Linked DNA regions of Sus scrofa: region 1 is linked to region 2. Evidence: chromatin contacts called from public HiChIP or PLAC-seq data. All regions are on one chromosome and are shown on one strand. Each heading gives the region's core, a stretch centred on a gene start, on an enhancer-like site or on the middle of the called end of the contact. The rest is flanking DNA. Distances are from core to core; before and after follow the strand shown.

Region 1 (2,982 bases), core at 149-2,648, 110 kb before region 2:
GAGTTCCAATTAACTGAGGGAAAGGGGGTGGAGAAAAGGGCTGGTCACTACTCATACTTTGTAAAAAAGCGTTCCTGTCCCATAGAAAGTGAGAGGTCAGTTTCACTTCTGCCTGCTTCCTCCATGCTCTGGCTCAAGCTCCTCATCCTTCTTTCTTTAGCCCCTTTTAGACACTCAAATCTGATTTTGTTTATCCCGCACAAATCAGGGGCAGTTTCTGAAGTTGCTAAGGTTGAATTTCCTTGGCAAACCTCTACCAAACATCAGCATAGGATGTATAAACACTTTGATTAGCACACGTAGCAAAATTTCTTCCACAATGTCAAAGGGATGAAAGCAGGAGGTCTCCACTGAGAGAACTTCTTGGATTAGATCCTTGGAATGTCAAATCTCCTATCTATCACCTCATACATTCATTCCTCAAATCTGAGCACGAATGCCATTGTGAGCTAATGTCTCCAGAGAAGCAAAGCATCACTCCTGCTCCTTTTCTTCCAGACTGCCCTCAACAGGATGCGCTTCATCTTTTGCACTAAGAGGATTTTCCCTGGGATCACAAGCCCCTTCCTGGCCGTCTAATCTTCTGGCAACGCACTCTTCATTGTCCTTAGAGTCTTCTTGCACCCTTGTGTCCTCAGAACGCTCTTGGCTTGGGGGTTCAGTACCTTCCTCAGGCACATTTTGCTCTGCTCCAGCAGGAGGCTGTGGAACTGGCTCAGACCCTAAGCCTGGCAGCTGCGAGGAGTTTTTGAGGTGGCAGTGGCACAGAGGGCAGGTCTCCTGGACATACAGCCATTTTTTGAGACAGCCTGCATGGAAGAAATGACTGCAAGGTGTGATCACTGCAGATTTCATGTCCTACAAGGGGGGAAAAAGACACCTCATAAACGTCTATTATAAAACCTCTGCTACATTCAAATTCTACTTCCAACACTTCTTTGCCATAAATGCTCCAGAGAAAATATGTAACACAAATCTTAGAATAAGACCTATTTTATACTTCAGTAATAATCTTCTTGCCATCAGAGACACCTTTACACAAATAATGCAAGAACCACTGGCTAAGCAATTTTTTAAAAGAAATAAAAACCAAAAATGAGGAAGGAAGGAGCTTCTTAACTGGGTTCTGCCTCAGTGTGAAACACAAGGCTTACACAACTGTGGCAGTATGATTACCAGGTCTCCATCAGCACAGTGCAAGTGTAATTACAATCTCAGAAAATGTGATGAAGACAGGACTTTTTCCACAGTTTTGCTTCAACACAGCTCAACAGATTATTCCATGATGAGATCATCGGCAAGGAGACAAATCAGCCACATACACCAGGGTATTGGCAAGGAAGTGGCAATTTCGTTAGGGAGAATGTACATCCCAGTTTTCACGATATGGCATAAACCAGTGTTTCTCAACTTGCATCAGAACCACCCGGAGTGCTTGCTAACCATGCATGTTCTGGGGCCACCCCAGACCTACTGATCTGGCTTTCTGAAGATGGCATTCACAAGTCCATAGGTACGGCAAGCCACCCATGTGACTTTATCACACACTCAAGTTTAATAACCACTGAAATAAGAAGTGGTATACTTTGCATTAATAGCACTTGCATAAAATATATTTGGGGAGGGAGGACTGAGGACATGAAGTTTAAAGTGTAAGAACATACATTTGGTAGATCAACCATTAATTTTGTTTAAAGTCCTAGAACAAGGAGTTGTGGCTATAGCAGAAATTCCTTGCCAAGAACTGGTAACACCTGGGAGTCAACTTTTAAGCAGAAAGCCATCCAAGGAAAAGCAGCCAGCTGGGAAGTTAAGCAACTTGACTTTAATTTTCTGTGTGGTATCAGCAGGTAGTTCAGACACCTCAAAAAAAGTGATGTGACAACAGGAAATACAAAAAGAGGCCTCTCAAACCCCAGAGATGGTATATTTATACATTAGCTGCTGAAGTTGATGTGCCCCAAATCTATCTTTGTTGTGCTTTGTCTGCATACAACAAGACTACTGAGCACAAAGGAGCCAGAAGGAAGACAATGCCCCTTAACCTGGGAGGGTAATAACTACATCGCTTCTCAATCTCCCCACCTAGAAACCATTACTTTGCTAGTACCTAAAAGTATGATTCTAACAATGATCAAAATGTGGCAGTTGAATCTTACTCCTAGGAAAAACTCTTATTCTAGACAGCCTTCACACACACACACACACACACACACACACACACACACACACACACTCTCACTCTCACCATCTACACTGGAAAGCAGCCTTGGGGCAGTACCTCCCCCGTATATTCACTGATACTACCCATAGTTTTATTCCACTAGCCCACATTCTTCGAGAGTGATTTCAAAGGAAGCGTTTGCACAGTCGCCCAAAATTTCTGCCTGTACTTTCAACTGTACAGTTTAGCTGTAAAAGCTGCTACACTCAAGGTCACCCTCCTGCACAAGTGACTGATGACTAAACTCTAGGTCTACTTTTTATTACTGTTATATTTCCAAGCTGATACAATTACTATTTTTCAATTCTTTCATGACAGAAGACAATCATCAGCTATCCAGGGTGCATACGCCAAAGATGCCAGGCAGACCAACTGCAATGTACACCAACTGGTCGCCTCTGCCATCTCTCCCACTCCACCCACCCACTTCCACACAGAAGCTGCACCCCTCTTAGATAGCCCTCAACCCACAGGTATGCACACGTGCTCCTCGGCTACATTAAGTGAATGGACACCTTTTCCCCACCCTGGAAAGACCAGAGGGAAGAGTCAGAATCTTGGCACACCACTTTTCAGAAGTTGCTGACTCCTGATTGACAGTATATGCTTGAGAGTACATGTATTTGTGTGTGCATATGTTTGTTCAGGAGTGAATATAAAATACACCTGACCTGTTTTTCCTTTATTTATGGGTGAGCAATAATGTTGAAAATAACAATAAATTAGAACTTGAGGGACTAAATTAAAAACTTACTTTA
Region 2 (3,264 bases), core at 401-2,900:
TTCGCCCTCATCCTCGTGGATCCTAGTCAGATTTGTTTCCAGTGAGCCACAATGGGAACTCCTAAAGTCCACTTTATATTCATTGCTAGTTACCAAGAGTCCAGTTCTTTTCTTCAAATGATAGCTTTCAATCGACTTGAAGTGTTTTCTCAACATTATCTTTGATATAATGAATGTTTAGCTAAAGATAAATGGACTTGGAGGAATTGAGATATGGGCATAACTTAAAATCATCTGTTAAATGGACCATTTGACTACAATACTCCACTACCATTATTTTCTGAGAAATACTACTGTTCAACACTTGGTTAGATGATTTGTAATTATTAAATTATTTACTTTAGTAATACCAGACTTATCAGACCATTTGTACAAAGCTATTCCATGATTAAAAAGAACCTCCTTATGGATCCTGTTGCTTAGAATTAGTAAAGCCTTAAAAATGTTTTAGCTCACTGTAATATTAAGAAAAACAAGCTTCTCAGTTGTCACGGCAGCAGCACGGGTTTCTGTTGTGGCAAGGTTGGATTTGCCGCCTAGGAACTTCTACAAGCGGCAGGCTTGGGCCCGTCCCCTGGGGGTGGGGAGAGGAAACAAGCTTCTTTAACCACCACTGCAAAAATATGAAGTGGTCAAGAAGCTGCTTGGCATTGGAACAAATAAAAAAAGATTGGATTGAAAGATTATAATTCATTCTGGAGTCCAGTTCCTCGCCTTTTGACCATCTCTTTGGCTGGATTGCTAATGTATGACTTTTGTACAAACTCTTTTAACGTGGGGTTTTCCCTTCCCTATTTTTTGGAGGAAAGAGGTAATGCTTTTTGCTGAAAATGTTTCATTTTTAAAAATGAGCACACTCATACTAGTGAAGTAAAAATTACCACAAAAGTAAAGGAAAACGCAAAGTAGTTTACATGTCTTAACTAAAAAACTGCTAAGACATAAAACCTGGCTCTTTGCTTACTTTCCACGGCAGCCAAAGGGAATCATGGATCAGTTACAATCGCTGCCAAGAAAGAAATATACAAGTAATTTAAGGACTGGTGCATACTTGGTGCCAATATTATTTTTACCTTCCTCAAACCCAAGTTTTGTTTGGCGCCACAACAATCTGGTGGGCAATTTTTTTTTCCTAACATAAAGTGATGCACATTGAGAGTTCGCTATAAATACCAGCTAAGGGCTGCTCCAAAAATCCACTGAAGTCTGGAATTCTTTTGTCAAGGTTTGTAATTAACATTCTGAGGGAAGATTGAAGGGGCGGGTGGATACAGTACTACAGTAACCTCGACGGCAGCTCTCAAAATCAGATTTGCTTTCTTGTCTTCCAAGACTTGGGCTTGCCCCTTCCCTTTCTTGAGGAATCTGTTTCCCTTTACATTGGGAAAAATGGGTAGAATTACTGGTGTTGGTGGCCCCGGGGGCCAGGAAGAGTTCTCAAGTTTACAGTCCTCAAACGTCACCTTTCAGACCTCATTCGGAACATAACAAAGCCACAGGAGTCCTAGGCTTGAGTCCCGCGAAGATCTCAAGAATAACCGGGGAAGCCGGCGAAGCGACTCCGTCCCAGCTCCGACTTCGGCGAAACAATACCAGAGACGTCATAGCCCAGCCCTCCAACCTCCGCCCGCCTCAGAGCCCGCGAGTGGGACGCATGCGCAGAACAGGTGAGGGCCGCCACCGCCGTGGGATCGCAGGCATCTGCACAGCGGCCACACTCTCGTAAAGGCCTGGTCCCCTAGTCTCGGCGACGACGTCTCTATGAAGCAGGGGCTATGCAGCATCACTACCCAAAGAGAAACAAGGGAAACAGCACTCCCGTCCCCCGCGCGCTTCCGTTTAAAAGCCTAACTTCCGGTTCGTTAACCGGTTCCGGTCCTCGCCTCTCACTTCCGGTCGTCTGGGGTTCCGCTGCGGTCGGATCCTGCGTCCGCTGTTGCCGGGGATCCTGCGTCCGCTGTTCCAGGTGAGGGGAAGAGGAGTGTAGCGGCGCGCTGGCCGCGGAGACACCGTTGGGCTAGGGGACCGCAGCTTTGCTGTCCCCTTGACGTCTCCTCTGCTTCCGCCCGGCGTGCAGGCTGGAGCTGCTTGTGGGTGCCCCGTCCGCGTCTGCCCTGGTTCGCGGCCCAGGCCTCCAACCTCCGCCGGCTCAGCACTAGGGCTGCCGCCCTCGCATCCGGCCTCCTCGACTGTGTGGAGGACTCAGTGGGTTTTGCGTCCCCAAACCTCATTTCTCCCTCGTTTCTCTTCTGGGGTTTGCCCATCTCTTCTCCTACCTGTGGAACGCATCCTGGCCCTCTTCGGCTGGGGGCATCTCTACTCCCCCGCTCCCTTTTTTGGGCCGCCCGGCGACATATCCGAGCCACCGACATGACCTAAGCCTCAGCTACCGCAACTCGGGATCCCCAACCCACTGGGTCGGACCGGGAATAGAACCTGCGCCCCAGCGCTACCAAGGCGCTAATCCTGTTGTGTCACAGCGGGAACTCCTCTACCTCCTTTTTATGCTGTCCCACCAGTTACTTCCCGAAGCTCTTGCCTCTCCACTCCCTCGCAGTTGCTGCTGCTGTGCTGTCTCGAGTTGGGAGTTGACAGTACTTTAATAGTTACCTTTTAAGTAGGCAAGTTGAAAAGTTAACTCCCTTATCTCAATTCCTAAGGTGTTAACTTTTGCTGCTGTTATTTTCAAGTTAACAACCTTTGCTACTTTTTAGTTGTATGGTCTCTGGCAAGTTGTTTTTCTCCTTTTTCGGTTTTCTGATCTGCGTAACGAAGACACTAGTTGTCAGTTTAGATTGTGAAGATTAAATGAGATGATTCAATTAATTTGTTGAGCATGTTACTTTTCTATCATCACCGCCATTCATATTGCTTTTTACAGTCTACATAGTGCTGTCACGGCTGTTACCTCATGCCCTAACAGTATTCTTGTCAAGTAAAAATTCCTGCCTTGACTAGAGAAAGTTACCACTGTATGTTTGTTAGGAGAATTTACCCAAACAGCCATTCTTAACTGTTGAGAGGTACACCGTAAAGGAGTGCTTCTTGCTTACTCCTTTGCATTTGATTGCCACCCCCACCCCCAAGTCATTTTTCAGTTAATAAATCTAAGAGGGTCCAAGGTGATACAAAGCATTAGAATTGTGTAAGAAAGAAGGCTAAATGTGAAAACATAAAATGACTCGTGCGTTTGCAGTGTGTTGCTTCATTGTTGTGAATGATCTGAATATTGAAGGAATGAAGTTCAGAAACTTTGAAAAACAG

Evidence for each region. HiChIP or PLAC-seq counts read pairs in DNA pulled down with a chosen protein or histone mark.
Region 1: a contact with region 2 is called in an H3K27ac HiChIP or PLAC-seq map of alveolar macrophages. The contact joins the enhancer-like site here to the promoter of UBLCP1 in region 2. A contact is called at or near these places in 3 of 5 promoter capture datasets (fetal liver, fetal skeletal muscle and liver), 24 of 47 Hi-C or Micro-C datasets (adipocytes, alveolar macrophages, blood and 15 more) and 2 of 2 datasets of contacts at active chromatin or transcription factors (alveolar macrophages and skeletal muscle).

The regions. Positions count from the first base shown.
Region 1 is chr16:64,310,382-64,313,363 of Sscrofa11.1, reverse strand. It overlaps RNF145 (RING finger protein 145), which reads right to left. Exons shown (of 11, transcript XM_021077056.1): 11 at 1-858. The coding sequence ends at 475. Among named protein-coding and RNA genes, the nearest start is that of EBF1, 46 kb to the left of the region's middle. Within about 2 kb of position 1,398, at least 6 of the 83 cell types and tissues checked have an H3K27ac peak or open chromatin away from gene starts, as enhancers often do. A contact at or near this core is called in alveolar macrophages, where this site is marked.
Region 2 is chr16:64,204,070-64,207,333 of Sscrofa11.1, reverse strand. UBLCP1 (ubiquitin-like domain-containing CTD phosphatase 1) reads left to right here and starts at 1,650. Exons shown (of 11, transcript XM_003134100.4): 1 at 1,650-1,966.